2 separate regions of the Ovis aries genome follow, and region 2 is linked to region 1. The links are chromatin contacts, called in public Hi-C maps. All regions are on one chromosome and are shown on one strand. The core of a region is the stretch at or near the end of the contact, and the rest is flanking DNA. Distances in the headings are between cores, read along the strand shown.

Region 1 (4,594 bases), core at 1,715-4,214:
ACCTCTAGTGGTAGTCTGCAGAGTCCAGTTTGCTTTTCTCAGAAAAAACAAAACAAGACAACTCCTTGGACCTAAAAATCAAGGCCATGCATCACTAGATAAACAGATTTGATCCCGGAATCTCTGTGGGTCCTTGTTACAGTTGAAGGATAATGAGTTTTAAATTTCAGAGAAGAGTTTTGCCAATATCGGTGGGTACGATTCTAAGCAAGATTCAACGAAATTTCACCGTGATGACAGAGCCCTCGCTGTGTGGACGCCTCCAAACTTGAATTTAGCTGTTCTGTACACCCGCCCCCCACCAAGTCTCTCAGTTTACCAGGTCCAGTAAATGGCTCCAAACTGTCTTAGTGGATGCCCAGTGCTGAAATCTGAATTATCAGCCTCTAACATGGGGCCGAACACACAGCTGTTTATTAAATCAAGAACAGGCAGGCGATTGGACATCCCGGCCCTGCTTTTCCAGTAACTCGCATTTGAACAGACACTCTGTGTAGACAGGGCCGGGCATGTGTTTTTCATCCCAGAAGGATAACTGTTTCTCTTGGGCCTGGAAGGAGGGGGTGCTGGCACTGTGGTGAGCCTCGGTGAATAGATTTGGGTTGTTTTTCGACTTTCAGCTGCCCCCACAGGACAGGTCTGCCTGGACTATGTTATTATGAGATTACTTTTCACGTTGCGACAGTCAAGGTTTATCCTTCTAGTTAGATGAGCGTGGCTTGTTGATCTCCCAGTCTCAAGGCTGTGTTCTTTGCTGCCCCTTATGTCTCTTACTTTTTTCCAGTTGAACATTTTTTCCTTAACTTTTTTCACCTTCTTTGCCAGGCCCTTTATTGGACACAGTCTTTGTAGGGTGTATGAATTGTACATCTTTAAAATCAATTTCCTCATGCACAGTTTCCATTTCTTAGAGCCTTAGAATGATTAAAAAACCAAAAACCAAAAAACCCCAATGGTTGAATTACGTCTTTCTTTTTTAAGTAATGAGAAATGAGAAGTCCAGAGAGTGAGGTAACTTCTCCTCGGTCGTACGTTCTTCTCTCTCTTTTTTTCCTTGGGACCTCTGTGACTTCAGTTTTAGCAAGACATTATTTCCACCTAGAGATGAGCTTCTTAGCTGTATTTATGGCTAAATATGGCATCTTGCATATATTTAGTCCAGACACAAGCTGATGGTTGTTTCTTTTACTTTCAAGCCAGGGAGTTAGTTTTTAAACAGATTTAAAAAATTTTTTTTAAATTTGTATTGGACTGTAGTTGATTTACCATGCTGTGTTAGCTTGAGGTGTACAGCAAAGCAAATCAGTTATACATGTACATATATCCACTCTTTTTCAGGTTCTTTTCCCACCTAACAGAGTACTGAGAAGAGTTCCTTTATGTCTTTTTGATTTCAGGTCTGGGTGGTGTCAGATTTGAGAGCGGAATCAGTAGGTCTTTGGAAAAACTGTACCATTGGTGGCTGTGGTGACAGCCTTTCCTACGCTGGTGAAGGTACGTGCAAAGATATTGTACCTAGCGCCCTTGAGGAATGGCCAGCCCCTTGGGGGCTGGGTAGCCTGACGTCCTCACTCCCCCTGCTCTCTGTCCGTAGATGCCCTCAAGGCTGTGCAGGCCTTCATGATCCTGTCTATCATATTCTCCGTCATCTCCCTTGTGGTCTTCGTGTTCCAGCTCTTCACCATGGAGAAAGGCAACCGCTTCTTCCTCTCCGGGGCCACCTTGCTGGTGTGCTGTGAGTATCAGCTTACTCAGAAAAAGCTTTCCTGTAGATCTTACCATGGGGGCTGCCAGTGGCGTGGACAGTTGAGCACTAGGGGCAGTGAAACTGCCTTGTACAATTTACTGGCTTGGTTATTTGTGCTCTTGGGGAGAACCCCTGATAGCCACTTGAAGTAAGAACCCTCATCAGCTTCACTGTTTAAACCTGGGGCTCCTGGGCAGATACCAAGGAGCCGGGGTCTGCCCAGCTGTAGTGCTTGTATGGGTTCGTGCTCAGTTGTGTCCGACTCCATGACCCCATGGACGGTAGCATGCCAGGCTCCTCTGTCCATGGGATTTTCCAGACAAGAATACTGGAGGGGGCTGCCATTTCCTCCTCCAGGGGATATTCCTGACCCAGCGATTGAACCTGTGTCTCCTGCACTGGCAGGTGGATTCTTTGCCACTGAGCGACCTGGGAAGCCAGAGCTTGTATTCAAGACAGTTGAAGGGGCAGGCCATGTGGGAGTCCTCAGATAGTGAAATTGCTGATGGCCATTCCCTCTCTCCCAATACACGCAGTCTGATGGAAGGTGTGTTCTTTTGCATCCCCCCAGGGCAGCCTGTCCTAGTGTGCTGGGGTCTAGATGGGAAGGCCAGTGGAGAGGAGTGGGGAAGACCAGAGGAGCTGTGTTTTACTTCACAGCCATACAAACCAGTGCAGGTGTGAGAACTCAGACACCAATGGTACAGCAACATCGCCATCAAGCCTGGTTCAGGGCCAATCAACAGAACCACCGCTGGGGTCCAAACTTCAGATTTCGTTTTCCCATCGCCCACGAGGAACATAGGATCTTTCTAAAGTTATAAATCTTTTTCTCGCTTTGAATGTTAAGAAACCAAACCAACAGTGAATCATTTCTCCCCACTGCAGGGCTGTGCGTCATGGTGGGGGCCTCCATCTACACTCATCACTATGCCAACAGCTCTAAAAACGGTTATGAGAAGAGTCACCACGGCTATTCCTTCATCCTGACCTGGATCTGCTTCTGCTTCAGCTTCATCGTCGGCATCCTTTATCTGGTCCTGAGAAAGAAATAAGGCTGAACACATTTACTGGGGACCTGGGGGGTGGGGAGGAGGGAGCCCTTGAATCTGGGAGGGGAGAGGAAGTTGCTAAGCAGGAAAAACCAGGAGAGGGAAGGGGGGGGAGGGGATGGAAGCGGGGAGGGGCTGAAATCCAAACATGATGGAGGGGGTCCTGTACTGTCCAGCCCCTGCCCTGGGAGAAAGCCATTGGCTGGGACGGGTGCTCCCTGGATGTGGGCCAGGGGGCCTCCCTCCGGGCACTGGGCTTGGCCTCCAGCTGTTCTCCGTTACACACACTGCCTGGGGTCCCAGCAGCTGCCACATCACTGGCTCCACTTCCAAGGGTGAATTCAGTCTTCAGACTCACTGCACCCAGTTAACACAGCGGTACAGGTTCCGGCCAGGGCAGATATTGTTTTTGTGTGGAATAAGCCAAGCCTGGAAGCCACCCCGCCCTTCTGACCCAAAGCAAAACATCACCATGTGAAGGGCTCAAGGGAGGACTTTGGCCACTGTGCCAGGATCCTTCTTGTTAAGCAGAGATTTAACTCTGTGGTATTTGTGACAAAATGGGAAGAAGAGACATAGTGATTAAGGCCAAGTTGGTGGCTTAGCTAAATTGAGAAAGAAATTTTCACAGTGGAAGGCCTGGGGCATGGTCAGAACCCAGACCTGGCCTCACACAGCTGTCCCTTGTGGAGACCTCTTGCCGTGGACTTTGCTTGGTCTCTCGCTTAAAGCCAAGGCAGCACTCTGGAATTTCTGTAAAGCCACTAACAACCAATTCAGTGGTGGGAGCACCACACAAATTATGGGAAAAGGGGGCAGTCCTACAGCAGGATTATATTAGGGTTATGTTATTAGGAACCTCTCTCGGTGCAATCATGTTTAAGTATAAGATGTGAGAGAGATGGACATAGATCCTTGCAACTCAATCTGTTACTCTCCCCCTAAATTATACCCTTTTGAGGAAGTTTTATCTGATTAGCCAAGTTGGGGATCAGGGTTCAGAGATGGCTCTAGCTTTATGAGCTGAAGGGGTCGCCTATCAGAGGTCCTGCCTGTTCCACAATACAGATGAGGCAAGGCAATTTTGGAAGCTTCTTAAAACACATGCAAACCAGACTACACATCCTTGGGTGAAAGGTGCTATACAATTGTCAAGTATTAAGCATACTAGATTTCAGTCACAGTAAGAAGAGAGTGTCTGTACTTCCAGGAAAATAAGAAAATTTCTGTGAGAGAAATAAAAATGTAGGTGATGGGCAGATATTTTCTTTAAGGGAAAAGCAAAAACCCCTAAAAACTCTTGTGGTGCCCAGTCCGATGGTCATTGAGCTTCTCTGCTGCCACAAGAGTGTTTCTTTGTAGGACTTAGAAGTATGGTATTAGTATGGTAATCCTGGTTAAGCAGTCACTGCTCTGGCCTGGCGCAGGTATTTTTAAGCCATCTCAGATTCTGGCTAAAGGGTTTGTTTTGGTGGAAGACACTTCCTTTATCAATTTGAGAAGATCTACCCTAGGGAGAATCTGAGACATCTTGCCTACTTTTCTTCTTCTAGCTCCCCTTTCATTCCATTTCTTATATAGTTTTCCTTTAGGGGAGCTGTTATGCCACAATTGCTGGTATTTATATAAAAGGATTATTACTAAGTTTATTTCTTTATGTTCATTCTGGTTAGGGGAATGTGGAGGGTGGGCCACCAAATTATCTGGACTAGGGGTAAATGGGTTGGAAAGCAAAAAACTGTGGGATGATGAACTTTTTAATTATGATTTAATGATCATATGATTATAGAAGGCT
Region 2 (4,935 bases), core at 2,111-4,610, 140 kb before region 1:
GTTCCTGCTGGTAATCTTTGGTTTTGTCGTCAGGGAAAGGTAGTGGGGAGGTATTTGTTGTTGTTGTTGTTGTTACGAGGATTTACTTAAATAATACAAACAAAATGTTGGGCACTTATCTGACATATAATAATGTCTCACATGTTAAATTCCTCATTGCTCCAATCTAACAAAAAAAAACCATTTATACTCCTTTCAGTTATAAATGGGTTTTAATTTATGAAGTGAAGTGAAGTGAAGTGGTTCAGTTGTGTCCGACTCTTTGCGACCCCATGGACTATAGACCACCAGGCTCCTCTGTCCATGGGATTCTCCAGGCATGAATATACTGGAGTGGGTTGCCATTTCCTTCTCCAGCGGATCTTCCCGACCCAGGGATCGAACCCAGGTCTTCCGCAATGCAAGCAGACACTTTAACCTCTGAGCCACCAGGGAAGCTATATAAGGTTTTGATGTCTTCCTCCCTGGTAGCTCAGATGGTAAAGAATCCACCTGCAATGCAGGAGACCCAGGTTCAACCCCTGGGTCAGGAAGATCCCCTGGCGAAGGGAATGGCAACCCAGTCCAGTATTCATACCTAGAGAATTCCATGGAGAGAGGAGCCTGGCAGGCTACAGTCCATGGGGTCTCAAAGAGTCAAACATGAGTGAGTGACTAACACTTTCACTTTTCCCTGTGTTCGATTCCTCTGAGAGGAGTAAAGGGGCATATATCCATGGGAATCTCCCAGCAAGAATAGTGGAATGGGTAGCCATTTCCTTCTCCATGGGATCTTCCTGACCCAAGGATCGAATCTGGGTCTCCCACATTGCAGGAAGATTCTTTACCATCTGAGCCACCAGAAAAGCCCATTTATCCTACTAATGAATGATAAAGAGGATGCTCCCTAGGGAGCAGATAGAGGCACTGGGCTCTTGAGGGTAGGAGGACAGAGAACCAACTGGGATGCTGCAACCCTTGGAGAGGAAATAGAGTGATGGGTTTTGAGAGAGGTGGAGATCTGAGTGCAGCTTCCATCCACTATGCCTGAACTGAGAGAATCTCAAATGAAGGGTGGCTGTGTGGTACCCATGGAGGCGGGACACTGAGTGCTCTGGCCTTGGAGCCATAGGGAGGGTGTCCTTGGCGGGTGGACAAGGAACCTGCAGGTGCAGCCCCACAGCCCAGTGCAGTTGCAGTGTCTGGGGAGACCCAGTGGGTGGCTGCAGAATGAATGCAGCCCCTGTGGCTTTGGCTGGAGCTCTCAACCTTGTCATTTTTAGCCTAAAAGAAGGGTGAGATGAAAATGTCCCAAAGTTAGATGTTTCAGTGCTGGGGAGTGGTGGCATGGAGCCAGACTGAATTTGATTTATTAATAAAAATAAAGAGATCTGACAGGTCTCACACTTTGCATTACGAAGCAGTTTGTACTGTTATATTAATATATACTGAACGGAAAAGAAGCCCATACTTAGTTGCTGACAGACACTTCCTAAAGTAAACCATCTTGAGCTTTCTAAGGGGAATCACTTACATCAGAATTAATCAGACCCAAATCTGCTTAGTTTAAGAGATGTAAATAAAACCATAGCTAAATAAGACAGGCCCATAAATCTGCCTCTCTCATCATCTCCAGCTGAACATTTTCTACATTAAACAGGCAACTTTATCTTAGAATCATAACAGTTTGTTCTTTATAATTTTCAGGGACTAAAACAGTACATGCCACGACAAAGTGCAGTTTTTTATGGCAATAAGAAATACACCAGATTCATATGTAGATAGAAGCCAGTAAGCAAAATGTATGATAAAACAGCTTCTGTAAAGCAATTTGCTAATAAGATTTTTTTTTTAAAGCACTCAACAAATTAACTCCAGCAAGAATTGTTGGTTCGACTCTGGGTGACCTTGGTGAGGACTCAAAAGCCATGATACCTGGAAGGGGGCGGGGGTGATCTTATATTGACAGATATGGAAGTCATTATGAGCCCCTTTTCTTCCCCCAAAAGAATGTTGTCATCTTGTTTTTTAGTTTTGAAAATCCTATTTGTTTTTGTCATTGTTCTGCTACCCTTAATTAGTTACCCTTTCTATTTTTATATCCATTGCTTGAATAGGAAATAGACTTCAAGGTACAACATCTTCATCCATTCTTCTGTATAAAGATGGAACTAAGGATTCGGGCAATTCTACATTTTTGACAACTTTATTTTCGACCCCATATAACTTTGAGATTTAGCCACTATCCCATCACATCCAGATTTTTATTTTACCCTCAATCCATTTAAAATCATACCTATTCACAAATTATTCATCAGGTTATTCCAAAATAAGAGTCATGAATCCCTCACCACAGTCCAGCCACTCTGTAGCAGCACTAAGGTGACAACCAACTTAAGAAGTTGAGAAGCAGAGAATGAAAAAGAGCTTGGGAGAATGAACTTATGGTTACCAGGGGGAAGGGGAAGGGGAAGGTATAGTTAGGGAGTTTGGGATGGACATGTACACTCTGCTATATTTAAAATGGATAACGAACAAGGACCTACTGTATAGCACGAGAAACTCTGCTTCGTGTTATGTGGCAGCCTTCACGGGAGAGGAATTTGGGGGAGAATGGATACACGTATACGATGGCTGGGTCGCTCTGCCGTGCACTTGAAGCTATGACAGCATTGTTAATCAGTTATACTCGAATATAAAATAAAAAGTTTTGAAAAGAGAAGAAAAAGAGCTTGGAATGAAGTCCAAAGACGCTGTTCCCAGGAGTGTCTACCAAGGACAGACTCAAGGAACCTCATTCAACGATTATCTTGATAACTGAATGAGAATCCATTCAAGAATCTTCAAGAATTGTCTTCAACACCCACACTGCCATACCCTTCACTACATATTTTATTCTTCCCCCTAAAAATGCCTTGCTCTTGATTTAGAAGAACAGTTTAATTTGGCAGTGGTTTCCTTCAGGGGATCGTGGAGAGGAAATAGCGGCCACAGACACGTTCCATCTTTGCATCTACTGACAAGCCCCAAGACGAGGGGAATCTTCAGTCTCTAAAAAAGGGACAGTGTGTGGCTTCAGACACAGGCTCAGACCACTAGGAAATATACAGATTGAAAATCTATACTTTTCAATAATTAATTTCTACCAATTTTCTGTGATTCTTCCATCAACATAGGTTAATGGCAAAACCTCAGGATTAACACAGACTAGTGAGGACAGCAAATGGATGAGACTGGCACATCTCAAAAGAATCGGGAGCAAAACAGCCATGAAATGCATGTTCCAAACAATAAGAGAGGGAAGCTGGTTACCTTGACCATGGTCCTTGTCTCACAGCTTGTCCAGAAGGACTGCAGATGCCATCTGTGCTCCAAATCCCTTTGGTTTAGTGTTGGAAGAAGGAAAACTCCCTTTCCATTCCCCTCCCACCTCCTCCCAGCCCTCCCCTCTGTCATATATTTTGGAGTGCTTCATGATTAAATGCTGCCTTGCAGGGAACTTGGGCATTTAAAAATTGACAAGGCACTCATGGTCCAGTTGTCCTGAGCGATTACACAGAAGAGCTTGCCACTGGGGCTCTGGGATTCAGCACAAAGACGCAAGGACCTACATGTGCAGAATGAAGAAACAACAAAATTCTGCAAAGCAATTATCTTTCAATTAAAAAATATATTAAAAAAGTGCACAGTGATTGAGTGTCCATCTCAGTGCCACTCCCTAGGAAACTGGTGAGAATGGATTGGGCTTGATTTTATGGCAGACAAAACATTGTAGAGTCACCACTGCTTTGTAGTGACTTTTGTCAGTTCCCATTCCCTTGTGTCCGATTTTCCGTCTCCTTCATAAGCCCTGTGATCTGCAATGTCAGGGGCCTCATAGAGCCATGGGTATGGAAAGGCTTCCTGGTGTCTCGGGTGGTCTCCACTCTCCAGTAAGTGACATTAGTAAGGATTATTATAACATCCTGAGACCATCTGTGTAAGGTAGTGTTGGGGGTAAGCCTGCAGAGGGAGGAGGATTGGAGAGAAATAAATCCCTGGGTTAGCAGTGCTGTGGCTATCTACCATGTCTCTCCCAATCTTTGGGTAAAGGGATAAATTTTTTTTTTAAAGTACATTTCTAAAACTTAAACAAAAAGCAAACAAACCTGGCAAATTAATAGGGGTTTGATTGCATATCTTTTGTTGTCAGTCCCCTAGAAATACAAATGGTGCTTTCTGTCCTCAAAAGCTGTGCCAATTAATTGGGTTGAGAAGGTGGGGAGACTGCTGTGTTCCCCTGAATACCCAGGGACTTCACCCTCTTCGTCCTGGCTGATGCTCTTCCTTCCTTCTTCCTGGAATGTCTTCTCTTCTTACCTAAGGATCTGCCTCTTGTCAGGATGAACTCAAGTCACCCATTCTTTGAAAATGCTTCTTCCTAAGGACCGTTCCCTCTTCTCTGTCCTTGTCCGCTCCCATGATGCTTTCTATATTCCAGCTGTTTGTCTTGATTGTAAAGTCCTCAAAGTTGGCTCCACATTTGAGAGCAGTAGGGCTCAATTCTGACCAGCATCAGAACCATCTTTGCAACTTTGGAAGATATGCAGATTCCCAGGCTCCATCCTGAGCTGCCATAGTGGTTCTGGGGTGATGCCCAGGAACCCGTAATTTTAGAAAACTTTTTGCATACACCCAGGGCTGGACTTCTGAATTTCCGGTTCCACATGCGAGGAACTTGGGAGTCACCACTCTGATCACACAAGTAAAAAAACTGAACAGACTGAAAACTATATAATCAGGGAATTAACGTGTCATAAAAATCACACCTGTTTGACTCACTTTGGGCTGACATTTAGCGAAAGCCTCTCTGCCCTGCCCTGCCCTTCCGCCGCGTCAACCAGATCTGCCACCAGCCGAGTCATGATCCTCCCATCCTATGTTTGTGCAGTTGGTTTGGGGACTCAAAGGCAGGCT

Evidence for each region. Hi-C and Micro-C count contacts between places; a contact is called where the count stands out from the background.
Region 2: a Hi-C map of hypothalamus shows a contact between it and region 1, with 9 times the contacts expected there. The contact joins the promoter of GSG1 here to the enhancer-like site in region 1. A contact is called at or near these places in 9 of 16 Hi-C or Micro-C datasets (blood, hypothalamus, liver and 5 more).

The regions. Positions count from the first base shown.
Region 1 is chr3:202,302,676-202,307,269 of ARS-UI_Ramb_v3.0, reverse strand. EMP1 (epithelial membrane protein 1) reads left to right here. Exons shown (of 5, transcript XM_060414210.1): 3 at 1,398-1,494; 4 at 1,595-1,735; 5 at 2,636-4,594. The coding sequence ends at 2,802. Among named protein-coding and RNA genes, the nearest start is that of EMP1, 19 kb to the left of the region's middle. Within about 2 kb of position 2,964, at least 3 of the 54 cell types and tissues checked have an H3K27ac peak or open chromatin away from gene starts, as enhancers often do.
Region 2 is chr3:202,442,354-202,447,288 of ARS-UI_Ramb_v3.0, reverse strand. It overlaps GSG1 (germ cell associated 1), which reads right to left and starts at 3,360. Exons shown (of 6, transcript XM_060414213.1): 1 at 3,292-3,360. The coding sequence starts at 3,300.